Linked DNA regions of Canis lupus: region 1 is linked to region 2. The links are chromatin contacts, called in public Hi-C maps. All regions are on one chromosome and are shown on one strand. Each heading gives the region's core, a stretch centred on a gene start, on an enhancer-like site or on the middle of the called end of the contact. The rest is flanking DNA. Distances are from core to core; before and after follow the strand shown.

Evidence for each region. A called contact is a pair of places that touch in the nucleus more often than the background predicts.
Region 1: a Hi-C map of skin fibroblasts shows a contact between it and region 2, with 2.3 times the contacts expected there. The contact joins the enhancer-like site here to the promoter of PDZRN3 in region 2. A contact is called at or near these places in 3 of 9 Hi-C or Micro-C datasets (amygdala, skin fibroblasts and tumor fibroblasts).

Annotation. Positions count from the first base shown.
Region 1 is chr20:18,863,527-18,868,629 of UU_Cfam_GSD_1.0, forward strand. All of the region lies in intron 3 of PDZRN3 (E3 ubiquitin-protein ligase PDZRN3), which reads left to right. Among named protein-coding and RNA genes, the nearest start is that of PDZRN3, 120 kb to the left of the region's middle. Within about 2 kb of position 3,040, at least 5 of the 20 cell types and tissues checked have an H3K27ac peak or open chromatin away from gene starts, as enhancers often do.
Region 2 is chr20:18,748,312-18,753,385 of UU_Cfam_GSD_1.0, forward strand. PDZRN3 (E3 ubiquitin-protein ligase PDZRN3) reads left to right here and starts at 1,947. Exons shown (of 10, transcript XM_038565837.1): 1 at 1,947-2,728. The coding sequence starts at 2,006.

The sequences.
Region 1 (5,103 bases), core at 1,790-4,289, 120 kb after region 2:
GGCTGGGATAAAATCACAAGAGTATGCCAAGACATGTGCGCATGCACGCAGGCAAGGCAAGGATTCTACTTATAACGTTATGCAGTGAAAAACCAACACAAGATATCCCTTCCTCCTGAATTAGAAATGTAGCCGCTGAATAAGTGACCATACATCATCAATGGGCTGCCCTCTTAAAAAGAATAAAGTAGACATGCAAGTGCTCAATTAGATCTTTAAACTTTATCAATGAAGCAGCAACTATTTGTGTGTTTCTTATATTGATAAGCTACATACTGGTGTATGCTTTTATCTGGAAGGATACATAGGACATTGCTCACAGTGGTTAAAGTTTTGGGTCTAGGGATCCCTGGGTGGCGCAGCGGTTTGGCGCCTGCCTTTGGCCCAGGGCGTGATCCTGGAGACCCGGGATCGAGTCCCACGTCGGGCTCCCTGCATGGAGCCTGCTTCTCCCTTTGCCTGTGTCTCTGCCTCTCTCTCTCTCTCTGTGTGACTATCATAAATAAATAAAAATTTAAAAAAATATAAAGTTTTGGGTCTAAAAATGAGAATTTGATTGAAATACATGTGAAATTAGTTCTAACAGTTATAGATTGTTTAGCTTTAAGTCTTGATCTAATCTATGCAATCCAACCATCCAGAGCTATTCATTAAGAAGAGAAAAATATGGAGTCACAATGATCTGGATATATCCTGGCCTCTGCTTTCCATGGAAATCCATCTTTTAAAAGTCTTGGGTGGAGTTACGTTGGAAATAAGAACATATAGGTGAGGTAATTTCCTTGTAGGAACTTTTGGTAGCATATTTATAGTTTTAGGCTTTCAGCAGGGCTGATTTTTGGTGAGAAAGGAGGCTCCCCTGATTGGTAAGAAAACAGGCTCCTCAGATTGCCGGGTCAGAAAAGAATACCTAGGCTTCTCTATCTTTAGAGCCCACTGTGTCACACAGCTGAATAGTATATACAGGATAAACTCTGTTGTGGGTAGTTGGTTTTTTCATGCTGAAATACAATAAAAGGGAGTTTTGCTTCACAATCAGATCTACTAAATTTAACTATGTCTTCTATCACTTTCTTTTTGGTCTAGCATAGCTTGTTTCCTGTCTTTAAAATGGATTTATGAATAGCATCTTGCCTATAGAGTTAAGGGTTAAATGAGAAAATGCAGGTGAAATGCTTATCTTCCCACCTAGCACCTGTCAAGCCTTTGTGGTACCTCTCATTTCTGTTGGACTACAACTGCATACACTTAAAGAGTGTGTGCAATTCTCCTTGGATGAAAAAACCAGGTAGCTCCAATAGATTATTGCTTGGGATTCGGACAATTAGAGGGGTTACCAAACAGCACTGATGAACAGAAAAGCAGCCCAAAGATCAGAACTCAGGACTCTTTGCTAGTTACCTAACTTAGAGTGCAAAATACAAAGGATCCAGACCTGTTGGTTGAAATTTCTTAGGTCAGATATTGACTGGAATTGTTAGAATGTGAATATATTTGTGTATTCATGATCCTCATGGCTTATATGAAGACCAGAGAATTTGCCCAGATAGAAAGTCCTACATAAACTCATCACAGCCACCTCGCTTCTCCCTGCCACACGTCTTCCATCCGACCCTTTCATTATGTCTTTTTTCAAAGAAAATCTTGATAGAAGGATACTTCATTGTCACACACATGCAGAGATGCTCAGTATAGTCCACTTGCCTAAATCTACTTTTTGTCCTCCTGCCTGCCCCAATGAAAGAGTAGTTTGCGATCATCTCCTACTTTTCAATGCATTAATTCCAATTTGAACTAAGTAGAATAAACAGACCTCAGACCTCATATGCTGGAGACTTAGCTTTGCAGTCTTTTTATAATCTGCCTTTCAGCATGATCAAAGCACCATCCCCACCCCCCACAAGAGTTCCCTTTGATTGTCTTGCTTATCCCAACCAAAGGTGATTTTTCATTTGCATTACTAATCACTCTCCGCAAGTATTATTCCTAAAATTAGATTAAGAGCCCTAAATTATTGCCTTGTGTTTGACAAAGGCAGCCTGACCCTTTAAACATGGGAGGCGTGTCTATGCAAGTACTAACCAGAAGATCACAGAAAGTTTTATACACAGAAACAAGTAAGATTCTTCTATTCAGTCCTTTTTTAAAAGACATTTATCTGAATGGTGAGCCTAAATTTTGTGGGTGTCTATTTTCAAGAGTGATAAAAATTAGTTCATTCAAGAATAAGAAACTCAGCTATTACCAATTACCATTCAACTGTGGGTCAAAATACTTTAGTGGGAGAGCAATATTTATGTTATGGATTTTTGCAATAAAATCCAGGGATCTGAGAAAATTGCACATGTTCCTGGATGTGAAATGTCCTGGTTTGAGGCAGAGAAAGGTGACAACTTTGAGTTCCAGTTCTGTGTAGATGGAGGAAGGAAACAGTGGCTGTTGTTCTGTGGACATGTGAATGTTAACAGGTTTGCTTTTCAGGGGCGCTGGTTAAACAACTTGTTAACTGGCCAGAGTCCAGCATGTTAATCATTAACCTGAGGCTGAGCGTCTGCCCCCGTGTATTCAGAAGTAGTTTATCATTACCTTGAACTACTGCCTTTTATGATTCCGAAGAGCTTCTATGAAATCTCTTATCACCGCCAAGACTAATCTTCATTAACCAGAGGCCAGTGCGCTGATGTTTCTTCGTTGGACCAGAGTAAGCGGTTTATGGTCAGTTGAGGAATTTTTAATCACTACTGCTTTAAAGAAACATAGAAAAGGAACAGCAGCTCCCTCGCTGTAGTCTCTGGACCATGCTCACAAGTTTGTATTCTCATGACCTCCTTTCCCATTTAACTCTTGGTAACCCTGGGTCTCTACGTTTTCTTTTGGATTTTGGAAGACTCAGGGTCAGTGGGGTAGAGTCAGGGCACCCTGGCAGGCAGTCTGGGCTTGAGGCTTCATCTGGTGCCTCTGGGGAGTCCATTTCTGTCCCTCTTGTGCTGGCTCTGCTCCCAGCCAAGCCACCACTCCCCACAGTCTGCCTCAGAACCTGGCACCTGCCCTTCGTCACTTACCTAGACCTTCTCCATACTCCAGTCTCTCCTGGGTTGACACCGTGTGTATAAACTGCTCTGAAGAAGCCCCTTCTTTTTCCTTTTCTCTGCCTTCCTTTTCTCTTTCTAGGTCCCTGTGTGTGTGTGACATTTTCATTTTTCTGATTATCAAAGTATACATTAGGTAAATAAAAGCAATACATGTCCCCTCTACATGGTGGAAAATCTGGAAGAGTTTGAAAATAAGAACATAGCTTTTAAAAATCTAATTTTCAACATGCACACTGAGCTAATTTTCAGTGTCTAAAAAGAGCTTTTTAAAACATTTTAAAGGGCTCAACATGTTCAAGTATGTGTAAGTATGAAAGTCTGGCTACGAAGCCTGAAGTTTGCATTTCCCCTATAGCTGGAGGTTGAATAATCAATTTATTAAAGCTTTTCTAAGCCTCCAGAAGGGTTTGTCTGGGTCTTATTTACCCTAATAGGCAACTTAGGGAAGCTTAGGTTTAATTTCTATTTCAGTTCAGCATTTTTAAAAATCTTTTTAGAAAACAAACTTGATTTGGGCCTTATTTATGGGGGCAGAGAACTGTCCCCCCTCAAAAAAAAAAAAAACCAACACTGAAATTCCCTTATGACGCTATTAAAGGCCTTCCTTTGGGTTTTATGTTTCTAGGATATTGTCCACATAAATATATGCAATGTTAAAAGAATGTGGACGACTAGTAGCGTGTATGTTTTAGCCTTCTGAACCAAGGGTTTATGAAACTGGTTGAAGAGTGTTTTATTGAAACAAGACAAATATTTATGAACAATTCAGAATCCTCTGTTTTGAAATGTAAAGTGTGGTCCTAGTGGCGCACAGAGTTCCAGGTGTTTCCTGTCTGCATTTGGAATGCGTAGCTGCTGCTCTGGGCTGACCTAGCAGTGCTTTCCTAGCTTTTAATAAGAAACTAAGAATCACGCAGCTTCCCTGCTAATGCCTGAATGGCTGAAAGTGCTCACAGCAACATACTTGATTTAATGAGCATAAAGCCGTCTTGAGACACGGATGTATGGGTGTATTCTGATCTATTACATTTGTCACTTAATTAAAGAAAAAACAAACTTGTTTACAGAAGGAGCGTGTTAACTCCTGCAAGTGTATAAGCTCTGCTCCTTAAACACATTCGTACTAATCAGAGGTTTACTTTCCGGCCTCTCCAGCTTCTGGGTCGTTACAGTCCCTGGTTTCTGTGAAATAGAAATATTATGTATTCGCCCAGACAGTTGGAAGCCGCTCGTATAAATAGCGGCCGTTGTGATTGAACCGTCAGCCCCAAAGGCCTCTGCTTCGGAAGGGCTTCTTTTAAAACTGAGCACAATGAGATGTCTGTTTTAGATGCCGCTGCCAAGCCTCGGTCCAAAAGCACGGATTTGTTTTCCGTTTGCCAGCAGAACTGCCTTTTTTACAGCGTGCCCTGCTTTGTGTGTTGATGCCGTGGACAGTGCTTTGGGGCGGTGAGAAATGCTGCCGTCTTCTCCTTCCATCTCCTGATCCCGCCCCAGGCTCCACACCCCGAGGACCCGATTTCGGGATGAGACGTGCAGCAATGTCATTTCCTTAAGGAGCAGTGGGAAAATGAGACGGGAAAAGCTTGCCCCACAAGGAATGTCCAAGCGCACAAGCAAGCCCACGTGTGGAATCCATCTAGGATTGGACGGATTGAGGAAGGGGGCCCAGGGACACCCGGGGCTGGGGTGGGGATGGCTTGGAAAGGAGGACCAGTTTTCTAGCTTGGGCAAGAAGTCCCGAGGGAATACATAGTACGTCCCTGCTTCCTGCTCTGACCCTTGTTTGCTGCTGTGGCTAGAAGCTTCTTCAGTAGACTGCATTCTCCCTAACTGCGAGCGTGCAAGGACAAAGGCTTGCTTACTTGTTTTCTTACTGGAAGTAAGGGATGAGCGAAAAATAGAAAAGGAGAAAGTAACTATTCCTGCCCCCCCCCCCAAAAGCAGCCACTGTGACCATGTTGCCGCATTTGCATTCAGTGGCTTTTTTTCTTTCTCTGTTTATATGTTA
Region 2 (5,074 bases), core at 697-3,196:
CCGCTTAATAAATATACTGATGGAGGATTCCTGGCACATGCTTATCTGAACAAAGGCCAATTATATTCCACCCCATGTACTATCAAAGAAATGCATTAATTGATTAAAGCAATGAAAAGAAAGCCTCTACCACAAATAGACAACAAATGCCACCAACACTGATTTAAGACCACTGTCCAGTGACCTCAATAATGCACTGAAAAATCTAGTCAGTGACAACTTTTTAAAGGTCAGTTCAAAACAAGTAATCCTGTGGACATCAAGGCAATCCTTTCACTCTGTGAAGCAGCTAAATAGTGAAGGTCACGGGGCTTTAGCCGCCAGATAAAGAAGACAAGTAAAAGCAATTAGACAAAATGGATGCTGTAATCCCACTTTCTAGACCTCAGAGCCACACTAAACACAGAGATCCAACTTTTCCACTTCACTATTCAGAAACTGGCAGCAGAATCCAAATGAGAGTTCCATAGTTTGATTTCTTTCTTGCCAGTGTTAACTGCATGTTTTTTTTTTCATTTTCATTTTTATTTTTTTAGCAATGTCTATGGCCTTGGGAGGAAAAAAAAAATCACCAAATCCATGGATGATGCTATGTATTTATAATCTAAACTGGAATCCCCATCTACTGTTCCAACACACAGGAGTATTTCTGAAAGCTACAAGGCTCACTACACTGCTTGAAAGTAGAAGTAGAAGGAAGAAGTTCAGAGTCTTGGATGGCCACTTTCCAAAGAAGTGGAGGTACACGGACCAGACACAACAGCCTTTTTTTTGGAAGCTCTTTTAACATGGAGAGTCTCAAGCTCCGCCTCAGACTACTGGATCAGAATCCACATCCCCATTAAAATTTGCGAAACACTGCTGTAGGAGGACCTTACTGGACAAAAACATTTTTTTTCCCCTTCTCCCAGCCTGAGTTTCTCCGATTGGAAAATGGAACTATAACAAAGTATACACAAAGGGGGAAAAAAAAAAAAAACTGAAGGAGCACAGTTCACATGAGTGGGGGTGGGGTGGGGGTGGGGGTGCGTTATGGGAGGATCTCTCTAAGATCTATACTTGGCGCGATTTTTAACCTTGTAGGGCCAGGGTGTTACTTCCTCTGTAAGGCAGTGAAATGATTTTCAAAAGGCGCTAACACTCTCTCGGAAGCACTGTCCTTATGACTTTTAAAAGGGACCGATTTAGAAGCGCGGACGCTCCAGAGGTGTTCAGGGCAGCGGCCGGGGCCAGCGCTCCAGCCTCTCCCACCCGACAGCGGGCTCGGGGCCCTGGTCCCCGCCGTCCACCCCTGCACATCTGCACCCCCAGTCCTGCAAACCTCGGGCCGCCCAGACCCTGGGGTCCGCCAGGCCTCCGGTCTGAACCGTAGTAGCTGGAGCGTTCCGCAGGCTCTGTAACTTTCCCTGAAATGAAATAAATAAAGACCGTAAGTGCGGACATAGCGGGCCTTCAAAAAATAGCTTTCCTTCTCCGCCCACAGCTAAGAAGAAGAGGGGGGGCGGGGGAGAGGACTAAAAGAGTCCGGATCTGCCCCGGAAGGGGCTCCAGGAGAACCCGTCTGGGCGACGGCGGCAGCCTCAGCTCCAAACCTGGAGCGCTCTGGGCCCGCGTCGGTATCCGACAGCGGAGAGTGCAAGAGCAGAGAGGAGTCCCCGGGGGGAAGGGCCCCGGCTGGCGTCCCGGGCGGGCCGGTGGGCTGGGCAGCCCCTGGGTCCCCCCATCCTCCCCCGCCTTCCTGGCCTCCTCCTTGCTGCAGGGCGGGGGGGGGGGGGGGGGGGGAGGCAGCCGAGGCGGGATGTGCGTGCGCGCGCGCTCGCGCATATACGGCCGGAGGAGTCCTGTTCCTCGGGCATTTTCCGAGGAAGTCTGGAGCAATTAGGCTCAGTCCGGGGAGAGCAAGCGAGCGGGCGGGCGGGCGGCGCAGCCGGCGTGTCTGGGCTGCCTCGCAGGGAGGGAGGGGCGGCCGGCCGCCCGGCGGCGACCCCGGGCCCCGGCCGCCACCATGGGCTTCGAGCTGGACCGCTTCGACGGCGACGTGGACCCGGACCTGAAGTGCGCGCTGTGCCACAAGGTCCTGGAGGACCCGCTGACCACGCCGTGCGGCCACGTCTTCTGCGCCGGCTGCGTGCTGCCCTGGGTGGTGCAGGAGGGCAGCTGCCCCGCGCGCTGCCGCGGCCGCCTGTCGGCCAAGGAGCTCAACCACGTCCTGCCGCTCAAGCGCCTCATCCTCAAGCTGGACATCAAGTGCGCGCACGCGGCGCGCGGCTGCGGCCGGGTGGTCAAGCTGCAGCAGCTGCCCGAGCACCTGGAGCGCTGCGACTTCGCGCCCGCGCGCTGCCGCCACGCGGGCTGCGGCCAGGTGCTGCTGCGGCGCGACGTGGAGGCGCACATGCGCGACGGGTGCGACGCGCGGCCCGTGGGCCGCTGCCAGGAGGGCTGCGGGCTGCCCCTGACGCACGGCGAGCAGCGCGCGGGCGGCCACTGCTGCGCGCGGGCCCTGCGGGCGCACAACGGGGCGCTGCAGGCCCGCCTGGGCGCGCTGCACAAGGCGCTCAAGAAGGAGGCGCTGCGCGCGGGCAAGCGCGAGAAGTCGCTGGTGGCGCAGCTGGCCGCGGCGCAGCTGGAGCTGCAGATGACCGCCCTGCGCTACCAGAAGAAGTTCACCGAGTACAGCGCGCGTCTCGACTCGCTCAGCCGCTGCGTGGCCGCGCCGCCCGGCGGCAAGGTAGGCGCCCGCCGCCGGCCCCGACCCCGACCCCCTGCCGCGCGCGCCCTGGGGAGGGGCCCCCTCCCGCCTCCCGCCTCCGGCCTCCTCTGGGCACCGGGATGCCTGGCACTTCCAGGAGCATCCCTGCCTCCTTCCTCCGCGGCTTAGCCAGCTGTTGCACCGTCGTTGAAGTAGCTTCAGCTGGGAAACCGTGGTCCCCGGAGGATTACGTGCCCAGGGGGACATGTAGCTGCAGCAGCTTCCGGGGCGTCTGGAAAGACCCAAAGGAGCCCACTGTCGGTGGGCGTAGAGCGGGAATGAGTGCAGCCTCCAGGTCAGAACTGTGTCCAGGGGCTGTGCGGCTCCCATCGGCTCCGTGACCTTGCGGGGAGGAGGAGGGGGAGAAGTTGCTTAATAACCCCCTTTTAGGGTCGGAAAGTTCCCTTCTACACGTGGCGCACAGGATGAGATGTTGACACGCGGGGTGAACTGTATCCGTGCATCCTTGGGAATTCCAGAAAGGGTAAACGAAACCACACAGTTCTGAGTAAGTTCAGAGGACAGGCCCCCGGAGTGAGTGAGAGCTGGATTCAGACGCGGGCTTGGCTGCCAGCTAGCTAGCTGGCTGGCTGACCTTGAGCAAGCTGCTTAGCCTCTCTAAAGTTAGAAACGGGGCCACAGAGATGTGACACAGGGGTAAAACACAGCCAGGCACCGGCTGTGGCGTTCATCCGGGGATTCCAGAAAAAAAAGGAAGAAAAAAAAAAAAAAAGGAGGCGCCACCAAACATAATAGAGTAATAACTGAGAGTGAGTCCTCAGGAATTGGAACTGTCTCAGGATTTAGGCTTTTTGCTAGCCAGCCAGGTGGCTGTGTGGCTTAACCTCCAGGTGCCTCAGTTTTTCTGAATGTAAAATAGGTGGTTGTCAGCCTTCAGGGAGAGAATGTTTGAAAGACCTGGCACCGTGTTTGACAGAGAGCGAATGCTCCACAAATGTTGCCTGCAGTTATCTTTAACATCTCCCCCTGAGCCATCCCCTTGTGCTGGTAGTTGGTGTAATTACAATGGCCCCCGGTAGCGAAGGCTTTGCTCTAGGCCTTATGTTGAGTACTTCTCAGTTGTTCCCTTTTTAATCAAGAGAGGCAGGTGTGATGCTTCTCGTTTTGTAGACGAAGAAACCAAGCTCTAGGGAAGGTCAGTCGTGCCTGGTTCTGGGTAACAACAGCTTTTCAGTGCCAGAGTGAGCTCTCCTGTGCTGGTCTCTTCAGCACCAGGTCTTTTTTTTTCCTCAAGATTTTATTTATTTGAGGGAGAGAGAGCAAGCGATCGAGAGAACACAAGTGGGGAGGGGTAGAAGGAGAGGGAGAAGCAGACTTAGCAGGGAGCCTGACAAGGGGCTCCATCCCAGGACTTCAGGATGGTGACCTGAGCCCAAGGCAGACACTTAACTGACTGAGCCACTCAAGTGTCCCACCAGTCCCAGGTCTTAAGCATTACTGTGCTGCCTCAGTGTAACCACAAGTACCTTTTTTTTTTTTTTTTTGAGTGTTTATTGTGTGCCAGCAACTGTGAGAAGCACAGGCATTATCTGTTTAATCCTTTGAGAGGGAGGAGGCAGGCTCAGAGCAGTCCTAGAACTTGTCCAAAGCCATACTCCGTCAGTCAGAGAACGGAGTGGGGGATTCAGGTTCTACATCAGAGCTACCAACCTTGGGATACATTGACACTTAGACATTTTGCACCCCACCATTCTGTTATAGGAGGCTGTCCCCCGGATGGTAACATGTTTAGCAGTGTCTCTGGCTTCACCCAGTAGATACCATGGTGACTCCCATCCTGCCTTCCAAGATGTGACAACTAAGAATGTGTCCAAATATTATCAGGTGTTGTCTGGGGCTGGGGTGTGTGCTGCACAAAATCGCATGCTGAGAACCAGGGTTTTCCTGATTGCAAAGGCCCCACTTGGTACAAACACGGAGGGGCTTGGTGCCACTATGCGGTTGCCTATTCCATATGGCTGCAGTGGAGGAGAACATATATGCCTGAGGGGCTCCCTGGGACCTGTATCTGCTTTGCCTTTCACAGCCCTCTCCCAACCCCCTCTTCTCTACTAGCACACCAGGCCTGCAAGTTTTCTGTCTCCCCACTCCCCACCCCCTCATCCTGGCCCCCTGGCCTGTCAGCTGCAGTCTCAGCAGCTGGCCAGCTCTGGGTGAAGGGCAAATATTTACAACTTGGAGGCTCACCCAGGACCGCACAGGCTACAAAAGACTGGTGTGAGCCCGCGAGTCACCAAAACAGAGGGCAAAGCTTGGTCTTGTAGCAGGCGCCGGGTTTGGGGCAAAGGAGTTCCTGAGTTTCTC